Regions from separate parts of the Salmo salar genome. Here region 2 is linked to region 1. A link is a contact called in public Hi-C data. All regions are on one chromosome and are shown on one strand. Each heading gives the region's core, a stretch centred on a gene start, on an enhancer-like site or on the middle of the called end of the contact. The rest is flanking DNA. Distances are from core to core; before and after follow the strand shown. Region 1 has its middle 40 kb from the start of fbxo38. Region 2 holds the start of fbxo38 (F-box protein 38).

The links. Hi-C and Micro-C count contacts between places; a contact is called where the count stands out from the background.
Region 2: a Hi-C map of gill shows a contact between it and region 1, with 2.8 times the contacts expected there. The contact joins the promoter of fbxo38 here to the enhancer-like site in region 1. A contact is called at or near these places in 2 of 3 Hi-C or Micro-C datasets (gill and muscle).

What each region holds. Positions count from the first base shown.
Region 1 is chrssa05:42,718,671-42,721,527 of Ssal_v3.1, forward strand. No RefSeq gene overlaps it. Among protein-coding and RNA genes, the nearest start is that of fbxo38, 40 kb to the right of the region's middle. Within about 2 kb of position 1,466, at least 7 of the 13 cell types and tissues checked have an H3K27ac peak or open chromatin away from gene starts, as enhancers often do. A contact at or near this core is called in gill and muscle, where this site is marked.
Region 2 is chrssa05:42,758,498-42,761,354 of Ssal_v3.1, forward strand. It overlaps fbxo38 (F-box protein 38), which reads right to left and starts at 1,481. Exons shown (of 21, transcript XM_014200106.2): 1 at 1,091-1,481. LOC123743111 (a long non-coding RNA gene) reads left to right here and starts at 1,663. Exons shown (of 3, transcript XR_006769882.1): 1 at 1,663-1,823; 2 at 2,060-2,395; 3 at 2,582-2,857.

The sequences.
Region 1 (2,857 bases), core at 216-2,715:
ACAACAAGACAACATGATCAGAAAAGCACAAGATTCCCAGAGTAAGTAAACATACAAGATCTGCTCGAAAGTGCCCATGGAACAAGTTGGACCTGAAGCGTAAATGTTTAGTCTAGGGGTTTATTTTGTGAGCCAGAATGACACAAAAGTCCCATCCATGGTTTCAGGTGGCTGTGGGGAGTCACTTCCTATGCTGGATCCTTCCCGTGCAACGGTAGGTATTATTCACTCCTTGTGCCGCGGCCCAAACAGCCATTCCCCTCCCTCCCTGAACGCTGTACTGTAATCTGTCACACAATACTGGGAGCAACTGATACCCATGATCCTGCACCTGGCACAACACATGTCTGACTGCATGAGGGAGCACCGGGGTTCTCACTTTCACACCTAGCGGAGAGGGAAGCGGCCTGTCGGCCTGGCAAAGTGCTGGGCAAACACTACGGTTTTACTTGTGACTCAGATAAGGGGTTGAGCTGGGCCGCACCCAACTCAAGGTGTGTTGCTGTCGGCTTAATCAGCAGGTAAGGGAAGTGTGTGTGTGAACTCAGGTGCCTCTGCACGCCATTTACGGCTAAGTGTGCCGCTCCCTTCCTGTGAGTCATCATCACATGAAGTTTCAGCGGCAGATTCCCTCCAAGCCTATGGAATTTGCATCTAACATGTCGTCGCACATACCACCCCCTACCCCAGACATTAAGAAGGTATGAGGAGGAGTAGATAAACCAGACCACCTTGATCAGATAGCATGTAATTGTGAAACGGCTCAAGTTATCACCCTTAAAATTACCAGGCCATATCTTAAAGGGTCTATGTCTATAGTATTTGAATTCTCAGGACACATGCTAAACTATCTTTCATAGGTTACTTTATAATCGTTTTAAAGTAAAGTCTTAACTACTTCCTTTATGTGTCTGTTAATGGTTTAAGTATTTAGTCATTTGATGCTGGTCAATTCATAGTGCTAAAGTTGTCAACATCTATCTTGAATACAGCATTTCATCTCCACAGCAAGTATAACCCTGTCTCAGATTCATACACCCACCCACACCCACAGACATTCTTACAGAAAAGCCATTGAAGTCAAAAGTCAACAGATTTGAAGTATGAACGTGTTTATTTACTGCTGTGAAGTACACTACAAATAGCCTTCTCTTTGTCGCCTCTGAGTCACAGAAGGTTGGTGGCACCTTCATTGGGGAGAACAGGCTAGTTGTAATGGCTGGAGCGTAATAAGTGGAATGCTATCAAATACATCAAACACATGGTTTCCATGTGTTTGATGCCATTCCATTTGCTCCCTTCCAGCCATCATTATCAGCTTGTCCTCCACTCAGCAGCCTCCACTGCTCTGAGTGGATTCCAGTGGGCAAGTAGAGCCAAACGTGACCAAGCACTTACAGCCTAGACAGCCCAGTAGTGCCTTGTGTGTGTGTGTGGGGGGGCCCTGAGGAGTTTCCAGATAACCTTGCAGGGAGTGAGTGTTAAAGGGGCAGCCTCTCTCTAACTCTCTCTCACTGCCTGCCTCCCTACTCCTATGCTGTGCTTTTTACTTTCCCTCGCTCTCTGCCATGAAGACCCTCTTACACGTGACTGCGGGGAGGCTTGAGTAGAGCAAGGGAACATTTTACCATGGTGGCGCTCCTGTCTTTCTTATACCAGGCGGTAGAAAGCTTCTCAGATCTATGCAGCCCATACTGTGTTCTACGTCTAGTAGACTCTCAATGGAGGGATAGATTTTATTGTGTAGCGAAGCTCCTTATGAATGTGAGTATCTATCCATCTTCCGACCTACATTGATATGAGTCACTGTACATGTGCTTCCTGCATGCCTGAAGGGCGGAGTTTGTACAGCAGCAGTTTCTGGAGCTTAAAAGAAAAAATACATTCCCAAAGATTTTGAAAAAAATCTCTGTTTTAAGTGAGTTCATGTCTAAAGCACTTTCGTCTCCCTTTTCCTGTTCCTCAAATAAAGGTTCTTCGTTTTACAGATCCTATTAACATTGTACCGTCGCCTGCCTGTAGTCATATGAACTTTGTCCAAGTTACCTGTTTGAATACATTGATATATACAAAAGTGATTTTGGCTTTTCCCCCAAAGGAGATCTTGTCTACAACTTCCACATTCTTTCAACTACCCATCTTGTAATGTACACGGAACACCCCGTTTGTGGTACACACTCCCTATTTTGTTGAAGATGGCTATAGATAGGTGCACACAAGCACTCATATACATTTCCTCTGTATGTGTAAATGCTACTCCTACCATATGTGAACTGAAATATTCATCTGCTATGATTGTAGGCTAATCTGATGTAGCACATGTAGGATGATGGCCTATTCTACTTTGATACCGAAGTTACTTTTTCGTAGTAGGTTAGGAGAACGTAAGGAGCAGGTTGGGAGAATAAACGTAGATTAAGGCAAAAATGCTCTCCTAACCTGCTACGAAAATCACTTTGTATCAAGTGGCGTGAGAAGAGGGTTTCTACCAGTAGCATATGTAAGGAGGTGGCTCAACTCTGACCCCTTGTGGTGAAGACTTTGACAAGCAAGTTGTGGTGTTGATATATCTACATATACTGTAGAGGGCACTGTTTTCATATTTGGCAGTAGTGTCCACAATGAGATTTGGGTCATTCTAGCAAGTTTCGACGATACTCAACATTGTAGTGTAACAAGAAAGATGAATGACTGAGACAGACAGGTTGGAAATGTTGACATTTATTAACAGTTAAAAAGAATCCATGTGGCACATTTGATATGAAAAAGTTATATTATAGCTAATAGGAAATTATATGAGTTTATAAAGGTTCTCTGACATAGTGAAATTCATATCAAAATGTAAAGACACATTTAC
Region 2 (2,857 bases), core at 231-2,730, 40 kb after region 1:
AATCAGCAGCTTAACTATTGAGTTCATTCAACAGAGTACCACAGTATGAGTCACAATACCCATAAAACCTAGAGGTCAAACAGGGAGATGGTTCCAATAATTTTTTCCACCATTCACTTTCCCCCATAGGGGATTTTAGAAAAACCTTAAAATAAGTGCTGTTTCTCATGTACATCGCATGACGTTTTGATAACCGTGTAAATATCTCAAGGACAAGGTGACTTTTATCAATATATTCACCTACAATTATCCCAAAATCAATTAGCTGCTAATGTGGCTATCATAAAGATCTACAAATACCATGAGGCTCTGGACAAGACTGCAGAGGCAAAGGTGTTAAGAATCTCTGGATTAACTATCCAATGTTAGCCAAATGTAATAAACTGGCTACATTTATTTAAAATGGACAATTATGTGAACAATCTTGTGTAAGTTTTAAATTGACACAATACCTGGTAGCAAAGGTGTCCACTAGAGATGACATGCAGGAGCTTGCAGGGATTTGTAGTTTTGCATTTGTCTACTTTGATGCTTATTAGCATTTTAGAATCAGTGAATAAAGCAGAATATACTGATAAGTCACCTTGTCCTAGAGAGATTTACATGGTTATCAAAAAGTCATGCCAGGGTAAGCCTACACGAAACACAGCCCTTATTGTAAGTGTTTCTAAAAATCCCTTATGGGAAAAATGAATGGTGGAAAAACGGTTGGAACCATTTCCCTGTTGGACTACTAGGTTTTATGGGTATTATGACACCTTCACTGTGGGGCTCTATAGGCTGCTTAACACACCAATTAACACAATAGCCAGGTAGCTAATGCTAACTTAACTAGCTAGCAAGCTACTGTGTTCATTACAGTATTTCTGCATAAACTGAAAGCCATAAAAAGCCACCAAGGCTTCCTATTACATGACAGCATTTTAGAAGACTAAATACATCTCCAGCAAACGAACGAAACCCACTAAAAAGTGAGACAATGGACATAAATAACGCAAAGTAACAATTAACAAGCACGGGCCACCCCAAAACACAAACAGTTAGCAATGACTAGCTAGCTTTGTAGCATGTTTTGCTAAGCAACATTCACCTTTCAGGCTAGTGAGAATTCACGAAGAGAGGGCTGAGGAACATTTGATTCTTTCCAAGTTCTATACAGGTTCTCGTCCAGTTGGCTTGCAAGCAAGTTGACTCTTCTTTGAAGCTTTCAATCGCTCAATACAGGTTGACTCAGACAGCTGGCTGGCTGGCTAGCTAGCTAGCTAGCTGGCTGGCTGGCTAACAACATCCCCACCCGACACCCGTGGAAGTAACTTAAAGCCTTTTGCGGCAGTGGCAAGCACTGAAAAACAGTTTTAGTTATCCGGCGGTTCTATATGAACCAACCCTTGTCTGAGGACTTGGACCGGGCCTCTCTGTCTGTCTCCAGGAGGTCCGATAAACACAGCATATGAAAGATGAACTCGCACCTCGATATCTGCGCTCAGATCAGAGACGTACTTCCGCCATACACTCGTACCTCAATTTCTGCGGTCAGACCAGAGACGTGCTTCCGCCATACAAACGCTCCGCCCTAAGGTGAATGTACACTAGATAGCGGTAAATTGCCGCGTGCCGCTTAGGCCGCCCATTGTGACTCGCTTGTGGGCGTGCTGGCAGCACGTTCGATTGTGCGTCAAGAATTCAGCATAGCAAGTTTGTATGAAGGTCTAGTTATTAATTAGTACATAGCTCAATAGTAATATCCTCGAAAACGCTCTGGTGACAAACAAACTTTGCTGCCTTGTTTCCAATTGTGCACATGGCTGGGAGAACCTATTCAAGTAAGTAAATACATTTCGAAAATGTAAAAAAAAAACGATGTATTATTAGCTAACTAACTACAGTGCAGGCTAACTCAAATGAGCTGCTAAATGAGCTATCTAGATGAGCTAACTTCACATACTGTATAGATAGCTAGCTACGTGAATGAAATATCACCATCTACCTAACTTCATATTAGCTACCTATCTTGATGCATTTATCACTGTAAAAAAAAAAACTCCAAATTAATTTGTAGGTAGCTAGCTAACAGCCATGGAGGAGGGTGATAGGATAGCAGCCCCAATTGTGAGTAGGCTATTCTGGATAGGGCAGGTCATTTTGTGTAGTTCCTGTCTCTAGAAGTGAGGATGGAGATAATAGCAACATAATATTCAGTGTGGTGTAATTTGACTATAATGAAGTCTGTTTCTTGTGAGGTTTTCTGTCCTCAGATAGAGGGCTATGAAAGCCTGTCTACATATGAAGTGCAGTGGTTCTCAGTCCTGGGGACTCAAAGGGGTGCACATTTTTCTTTTTGCCTTAACACTGCGCAGCTGATTCAAATGATCAACTTATCATCAAGCTTCAAGTGGTATTTATGTATTCATTTGTGATATCCTTGATATGATCCTGTTATTGTCACATGCACATGTGTGCCCATGCATCTATCAATCCAATCTTATCATAATTTGTTATCAGGGATATTATACTTTTGTAATCCAAAATGACCTGGTGATGTAAAAGTCTAATAATTACATTGTCTTCCATATTCCTACAGATACCTTGTAACTGGAGATTCCTTCAAAACGAGTGCCTACAGTTAACGTGTAGGGCACTGCAAGGTTGGGTGACCAGGAGGGCCATCTGGGACTGCCTCCTGGAGGAATTCAGGTGTGTGAAGGCTACCTGTGTCCTGCATAACTTAATGAGGATGGACACGAGGACCAGGAGGGGATCTGCAGCTCGCTGCCGTCTGCCAGAGGAGAAGTCTGCTGCTCTGCAGGATGTTTCAAGGATGGGGTCCAACAATGTAGCAAGAGGCAATCCGTGTGCG